Regions from separate parts of the Anser cygnoides genome. Here region 2 is linked to region 1. Evidence: chromatin contacts called from public Hi-C data. All regions are on one chromosome and are shown on one strand. The core of a region is the stretch at or near the end of the contact, and the rest is flanking DNA. Distances in the headings are between cores, read along the strand shown.

What was found. Hi-C and Micro-C count contacts between places; a contact is called where the count stands out from the background.
Region 2: a Hi-C map of blood shows a contact between it and region 1, with 2.1 times the contacts expected there. The contact joins the enhancer-like site here to the promoter of MFSD4B in region 1. A contact is called at or near these places in 6 of 7 Hi-C or Micro-C datasets (blood, fetal liver, granulosa cells and 1 more).

The regions. Positions count from the first base shown.
Region 1 is chr3:72,628,041-72,632,171 of Taihu_goose_T2T_genome, forward strand. MFSD4B (major facilitator superfamily domain containing 4B) reads right to left here and starts at 1,608. Exons shown (of 4, transcript XM_048081046.2): 1 at 1,332-1,608; 2 at 1,069-1,237. The coding sequence starts at 1,532.
Region 2 is chr3:72,712,891-72,717,008 of Taihu_goose_T2T_genome, forward strand. No RefSeq gene overlaps it. Among named protein-coding and RNA genes, the nearest start is that of SLC16A10, 8.2 kb to the left of the region's middle. Within about 2 kb of position 2,656, at least 2 of the 3 cell types and tissues checked have open chromatin away from gene starts, as enhancers often do. A contact at or near this core is called in fetal liver and liver, where this site is marked.

The DNA.
Region 1 (4,131 bases), core at 358-2,857:
GGTGTCCCTGCCCATGGGTTGGAACTGAACGGCCTTTAAGGTCCCTTCCAACCCAAGCTATTCTGTGACAACGTCTGGAAGGGAGAAGGAGAAAGTAGAGCCCCAGCAGCTGCTCTGAGAGCCCCTGCCCAAGCAAGGGGGTAACGGGACTCAGAAGGGAGCGTCGCCCTTCTGGATTCTGAGCGTGACCCCGGCAACCCAACGGCCGAGCAGCCCAGCTCCAACAGGACAAGGCCCTAACACTGGAGGAAATTGTAATGTGCCCAGGAAGCTGTTGAGGGCATCAACTGCTGTTCCTATAGACCTTAAACGTTTCCATAGTTAGGCACAAACCAAGCAGCAAGCTTTCAAAATCACAGATGGTATATACAGTTTTCCACTTTAAATAAGTTCTAATTTGATTGAGGTTCCTCCAGTCAAAATCTCAACGTCTTTGTCTAGGCCATGAACGCTTCAGCTGAGCTTTACATGGCTTTCCCTACAGTACTGTACCTCGGCACCTCCACAGCCGGTTTCAGCTGTGTGCAAGTAAAAACCCAGACAGTTCAACCTATTTCACACATGCACCTCATAAAGCGATGTTACACAGGGTTCTGTGTCGCGTGAGGCTTCCACATCAAGGATGCCATTTGTTACAAAGGAGAAAAGTTTGTACTTTGGTTGTGCAAAGCAAAGGCCCCTTTTGGTCAACCCAAAGTTTTGCCGATTCTAAAACATTTCTGGCTACCAGCACGCCCTGCAAGCCCAAGTACTCGGACATGATGCTGTACAGCAGCAACAACTGGACGCGTCCGGCACCAGAAACCAGACCCAGGGGAACGCTGCGACAGGGAGCGACAGCACGGGCGCGGGGCTTTGCGAGGAGCAGCGCTACGTGGCAGGCCTGCTGGGTGCCCATGTCTCAGCCCTGCCAGGCGAGCGGGGCCACCCCTCGCCACACAGCCCCCTTCCTCCCACCCAGCGACGCTCGGCACAAGGGCACCTGTAACACGAAGCGGGGCCCTTCCGCGCCAAGCCTGGGGCCCGGGGTGCCGCGCGTGGGGGTCCCCCCGCGCCCCGGCGGCTCACCCAGCAGCAGGTGCGCGTTGACGCAGTCGAACAGGACCCCGCCGAGCACCGACCCGCCGAGGTAGCCGAGGGAGCGGCCCACGAAGACGAAGTAGATGTCGGTCACGTTCCTGCGCACGTTCTCGGCCAGGTTCTGGAAGGTGGGCCCCAGCACGGCGATGCTCATCCCCTGCAACGCACCGGGCGGCGTCACGCGGCGCCCGGCCCCGCTCCCCCTTCCCCCCCGGCCCGGCCCGGCCCGTCGCGGCGCGGTGCCCGCTCACCAGCCCCAGGAAGGCGGCGCACAGCGCCCCGGAGATGCACCACCGCAGCGCCGCTCCCTCCCCGCCGCAGCGGCCGGCGGCCGCCGGCACCTCGGCGCGCTCCGGCCCGGGGGAGCGAGGAGCCGGGCCCGGGCCCGTCCCGCTGCCGGCCCCCGTCCCGGCGGCGAAGCGGACGTGCTTCTTGCGCTCCGCGCCGCCCATGGCGCCCGCGGCCCCGCCGCCACCAACGGCCCCGCCGGACCGCGGGCAGCACCGGGCAGCACCGGGCAGCACCGCCCCGCCCCGCCCCGCCCCGCCCCGCGCGGACTACAGGGCCCGGCGTGCCCCGCGCGGGGCTGCCCGGGGAGCCCCCGCCTGTTGCCATGGGGAAAATGGCGGCCGGGGCTTGGGGGGGAGGGGGGGGGGGGGTATGAAGGGAGGCTGAGGTCCCTTGGTTTGTTCAGCCCAGAGCAGAGCAGGCTGAGGGGAGGCCTCATGGCGGCCTGCAGCTCCCTCACGAGGGGAGCGGAGGGGCAGGCGCTGAGCTCTGCTCTCTGGGGACAGCGACAGGACCCGAGGGAACGGCATGGGGCTGGGACAGGGGAGGGTCAGGCTGGGGGTTAGGGAAAGGTTCTGCACCCAGAGGGTGGTCGGGCACTGGGACAGGCTCCCCAGGGCAGTTTGGACAACGCTCTGACACCTGGTGTGACTTTTGGGTGGTCCTGTGAGGAGCCAGGAGTTGGACTCGGTGATGCCATAAGGATTTATCCAGCTGATTGCTCTGACAGTTGCTTCGTGGGTCAAACACCTAACCTGAAGTAGCTGGGGGTGGCAGAGGCATTCTTTCCATTGTGTCCTGCGTCTGATTCTACGATGTAAAGCTTTTATATTTTCCTTCCCAGCAAACAGCTTACTCAGGCATCTCTCATCTCCAGTTTTTCCTTCTTCTGAAGTTTCCCAGTGGGCAACTTGTTTCTGTCTGCCAGTTTTTCAAACATTAAGTTGAGGTGATTTCACAGCTAACTCTAAACACATGTATGGCAGCATCCTATAGTGGCTACAAGTTATATCTCTGCTATATCTATATCTAGTGCCTGAGAAAAATACAGCCTTTTCCAAGAATACTGTGTAGAATACTGTGTACTGTGTACTTTTAGTTTATCTGCAACCTCTGCAACCAACCATCTGCAGCCTCTGGAATTTTTTTTTAACTGCTATTACTGAGCTTACACAATCCAAAATAGTTACAGTCTTATGCAGTATTACTTTAATTATATCCAGGAGACAATTAAGAGTGCCCTTATGAAACCATGAGTACCTTTTTCTCATCTTGGAGCCTTTACGATCTTCCAGGAAAACCTGTACTTTTTGTTGCCAGTTGTTCAGAATTAGTTGGACTTTATCTGTGTGTCAGGGTCACTAGCAACCAAAGGTTCCCTCAGTGTTTATCGGGAGATTTAAAAGCCCTTTCTCGGGGAGTTCAATGTGTGTGCCTGGTTTTAAATTTCACGCACACGTCCCTTTCAGTTACAAATATCCAAACGAGGTGTGGTAGTCAAAGAGCACCTTAACTTGCACCATTCTACTTTTCTTTCATGTAAAACTTAAAATTTTCCCGTGATCAAATCCAAGGTCTGGAAAACACTTCAATGAAACTATATTAAATTTCCAAATAGTTTAAAAAAGAAAAAAAAAAAAGTAATTCTTTAGGAACCTCTGTTATAAGAAATATAAAATCGTTTGGTCTCCCTCTTCTGGGCAAACAAAAGTAACATTTAAGAGCAGACCTTTCAAAGGCCTAAAGCACTTTCTTGCTGATAAAAGGTCACCGGGGCAAAAAGGGACCAAACCCAGGCCTTGTTTTCACTGCTGTGTGTCGAGCAAGGAAAGCTGCGACTCCTGCACTTACCCAGCAGTCTGTTTGTGTGCTTCTCAATGCAAAAGCAATTGAGAGAAACTAAGCCAAGCTTTAATCATCGTTCTCATTATACCTGGGTGGCATAATCAGCATACACTGAACACAGCAGACGATTTTTTTAAAGTCGCTTTTATATTTTTTGGACTCAATTTCTCTAAAATTAATGTGACTTGCTCTCACTGTGTTACTTTGTATGTACTGAGCGAGACACAAAACAGTTGCCTTTTTATCTTTTTAATCCGCATTAACATATAACTGAAACCAGACTCTTAAGACAACTTAGCGTGAAAGGTCTCCTTGTCTCCTATATTGAATGAATCGTGTCATGCTCATAAAGCTTGCCAAGATGCACATACATGTAGGGTCTCCTTTTAGCTTAAACTAAAACACTCATGTATAAATCTTTGCTACCTGTCAAGAGTAGCTCACAGGCTTTTCAGATGTTTCTTCATTGCTGTTCAGCACGGAGGTGCTACTCTCTCAGAAAGGCTTTAAGGATTTGCCTTTCAGAGTAGGTGTTATTTTTAAGCCCCACAAACAACACCCCAAAAGATAATTCCGAGTTCGATGTGTCTGTTTTGGTCCCCCGAGTTGTTCAGGACAGAAATGTCCCGCATATAACAGCCACTGTATGCAGATCTTGGCAACCCAAAGCCGTTTCTCCTGGCACTGGTTAGCATGTTGTAGGCACAGCTCCAGCACAATAACCTGAAGGAGTGGATGTATGCATATATATTAAAAAAAAAAAAAAAAAATCTAGCTATGAGAAATAACCATGCAAGAGAACATTTAAGTCTGTTTGCTCAAAGCCATGTTAATATCGTTGCAGCCAGTGCAAAGTTACAACGCTGCTGAACCTCTGTTAATAGGCCCATAGGTAGAGAGTACTCCAAATGAAAAATG
Region 2 (4,118 bases), core at 1,406-3,905, 86 kb after region 1:
TTAACTTCTATCTGAAATACTGATTTTAAAGTGATGTATGCCACAGCAAAAAAAAAAAATCTAGTCGGTTGCAGGTCAATCCAGAAAAAAGGAAAATACATACTGTCTATGGTTTTCTCCAATTGGTAAATATTTTACCCACGATTCATCCCATATCTGGTAATACGGGTAAAATAGCTTTTTAAAAAGTCACATAGAAATGCCTCATTCATTTTGCAACAACTGTATTCTGTAAAATAATTAACATGAAATAGAAAGCAGAACTGAGGTGATTCTTGAATTGACAGGGATTTCTTCTTTTGAAGTTAAATAAATCAGATATCAATGCCCTTCCTCAAAATACATGCTTGCTTAGTGCTAACTATAAATACACCACTTGCTCAAAAGTAAGCACACGCGCAGATCCTGCACTTTCTGTTTACACTCTGATTAAAAAAAAAAAAAAATCCTTACCAGATTAACAGTAACCCTTATTTTAGGTATAGAAATAATATAAAGGAATACAGAGAAAAAAGAATCTATAGTGTAAAGAATATTCATGCTACAAAACTTCATAAAGGAATCCCAAATTTAGCTGTTACTGTTTCCTATGTTGCTTAGGCCAAGAAAGACAGTGTGCTACCCCTGGCTAGCACGCTCACAAGGACTAACTACCAGGTTAGCAAACAGCTGGTCATTCATAATGCAGCGTTTACTTAAAAGTCAGGCATATTTTGTCCAGATTCAGCAGCTCGCAAGTGCTGCAGTGTCTTATATTTTGGTTATAAACAATGAAAAATAAAGAAAAAGGTGCGTCTTCCCTCCTTCCCTCGCCAGGTTGAAAACAAGATCATTTTAGTTAAGAGTTAATTCTTCCTGAGATAGCAATATTTAAGATTAAATGAGAGCCCATCTAAGGCATTGTGCTAGAAACCTTCAACCTTTCTATGTTCAGAAGTAACATCTTCCAAACCTTTAAGAAGTCATCAACTGCTTGAATAATCTAATACACAGAGCAGTGCCCTATGCTTAAAATGGGACAAATAAGCTATAAGATGACACAGACCCAAGGCACTTAACCCACATGAATGATTCCTAAGTGTGTAGGAATCCAATTTATAACCATTTGCAAGCAGCAGTATCATTGTTTCGAAATACACTGCGCTGGAATATAATGCAGGGTACTACTGTGCACAGAGAAGGATTTGACGTTAGTAAGATCTATAATGCTACTGAATAGGCCTGAAGACTGTGCACTGTGTGGCGTACGATCCCAAACGCAGGGTAAATTTGCCATGCAGAATAGCATTATTAATCATTAAGTCATCTCAGCTTTCTGTATCACTACCCAAACCTATCGAGTATTCTTGCTAAGAAAGTCACGACTAACATGGGAAGGTGATCTTAAAAACAACCTGTGTCCCTTATTTTTTTATTTTTATTTTTTTTCAGAAAGAGTGCTTTCTGACCTTTTATGACTCCGTTTGTTCCCAGACATTGTAATTCTACAGTTCCTTTTTATCTTAAGGCATTTTGCTATCTGCATTTCTGCAGCATAGCTGACGTTCTGCCACCAGTCACTAGAAAAGCAGAAGCTAAAGGACCGCAGGACCTTTCTTATACATACCGATGTATATCCACACGTAGAAGGAGGGTTTAGTTTTGCATAAGTTAGCTTAATGTATCATAGACGTGGAAAAAGTTGAATAAGAAGAAAAATGTATTCTGATTTAAGACTGTTCACGTGTGAACTGTTGTGCTTTGTGGACTAACTACATACAAACCATGGATCATGAATTGTTGTGGAATTATACAGAGCTTTAACTTCAGATCAGCTTTTACTTTACTGTTTTACACCAATCTAATGAATGGATGGAGTTAAACCAGTGCCAAATTGTAGTGTGTTAAAAAAAAAAAAAAAAAAAAAAAAAAAGCAAAGCTCACCTGAACACATGCAGTCTCCTATCTGCTTTTCTCCTTAGGAAAAATAAAGCTGTTCTTTATTCAGTGTTCGAATGCTCGATTCACTCCAATTTAAATAGCATTAGCGAAATTGTAACACCAGCTGCCATTGCCAGATCTTTATGGCTGGTGACACCTCAGCCAAAGTACACACTATTTTCATTTTCCAGTTTGAATTTGCAAGGCTATCAGATGGGAGAGGGCTATCAGTTGGAAAAAGCAGTTTTCTGGTTGTGCAATGAGTCCAACCGCAGCCAGCAATTAGAGAGACAAACAGAGAACTCCAGCCCTGCGTCTGATGTTAGCTTCCACAGCAACACCGTCACCTCGGGGTAACCTGCGAGGGGATTCGCGTGCTTTCTTTTCTGCTTATTTTGCTTTTCCTATGCTATTAAAGAACTACACCACTTTTTTTTTTTTTTTTTTTTCTCTTCCCCCTAGCCACAATACATTCTTCTTTTAAAGGACAAGATGTCAAGAGCTGATTTTGGGGAACAATATCTCTCTGAGATACTGACTGGAAGTGCTAATTGTCATAGGTGCATTGATCTCTGTTTTCTGGGTAGACACCAACTTGTTGCAATTGTGCCCAGCCTTAACCTCAGGCGTTTCAGAGCCTCACTGGTGCAGACAGACCCATTGTGTCTCTATTTAGGAATTTCCCAAGCAAATTGCCAGGTACAGATCCCCTGTTTAACCCCACGCCCACCACCGTGAGCCTCTTCTGCCCCTTGCCCCCAGCCAGCCTCTCTAATTACTCGGACAAATTCCTTCCCAGTCTGCCTTGCTGATCCTAATAACACTGTTTCCTAACAACAGTTTTCAGAAACAAGTTTGGTGTTAAAGCAAGGAGCACAGCCTTCGTACAGGAATTTCTTACCCGTAAACACGTAAGAGTTACAGGTTTTGTTTGTTTTTAAACAAACTTCTGAACATAGTCCCTGTGGTCTGCCTCAACTATTCACCACCAGCAGACCCCGGGCTTCCTTTGAAGCCTGAGGCCAGACAGCCGCTCCAGACTTCCCGTTTGACTGGCTTGTTTCTGGTGGCATGCCCTCTCTTTACTCAAGGAAACTTTCTTTTGTTGACAATGCGAGGTTTCACAGGGCTCTGGCCACATACAAACCCAGCAGCAGACGTCTGACTCCTGCTTTATCTCCAATAGCTCAGGAAAAAGGACCTTGAGTTAAAAACTGTTAATTGCATGCTCAGTCTGGGAGCTCATTCTCATTATAGTTTGATCATAGCAGCATGACTGGAAAGAAAAATGTGCTGTTTCAGTCACCCTGAAATATTAAGTGTTTAAAATTCAACCAGCCTTTTTGGGAGGACTCCGAGTTCCTCTTCCCACTAATTTCCTTCTTTCCTCCCTTCAGCCCTCAGTCTCATGTCAGGGCAACTCAACTTTGAGCCAAGCAAAGCTAAATAAAGCTTGCTTCATGCCCTCTTTATGCTTCTCTGGGTAAAAATGCCTCCAGAGAACGATTTAAGAAAGATTTTCCCCCATGCTTACTCGGGACTTTTGCACTCCAGGCGGCAGCATGGCTAGGGACGGAGGCCCAGGGGCAGCTCGAGGCCCCTGTCCCCTTCCTTGTCCCCAGACACTGGCCCCAAAACACCAGGCTGCAGCCAGCACTACGCAGCCACCTCACTGTGAAAATGAAGCAGGAATGAAGGCAAGGGAAAGGATAGCGTTGATATATTTGTCCATGAACCATAGCGTCTATGGACTGTCTTTACGTCACCCCTGAATCATTCTCCTTATTCAGCAAAGGATCTGACTCTAGTTTACATTATTTTGCCGCAGCAGTCCTCACTGCTAACCTGCTCCAGGAGTTTGTAATTTATTAATGTTATCCTTACCTGCATGCTCTGCTTTACTTTTTTCCTTATGAAATGAACAGCTCTTTTTCCCTAGGTCTGTAACAACGATAAGAAAGGCACACATACATTATTTTTTTCTTTAATTTCAGCTATTCGTGACGATGAATATCAGGACCCTTTGATGTGAGAGGAAGCATTCCAGGAACAAAGCAGATTTAAAAACAAAACAAAAACAAAAAAAAAAAACAGACTTTTAAGCTTTGATATCTGATCTGTTAGCAGGTGACAAGAAAGCCAAAGTCCCTTTTCAGAGGTGTTTTTTACACTCACTGCAATATTGGGGAGACTCGCTT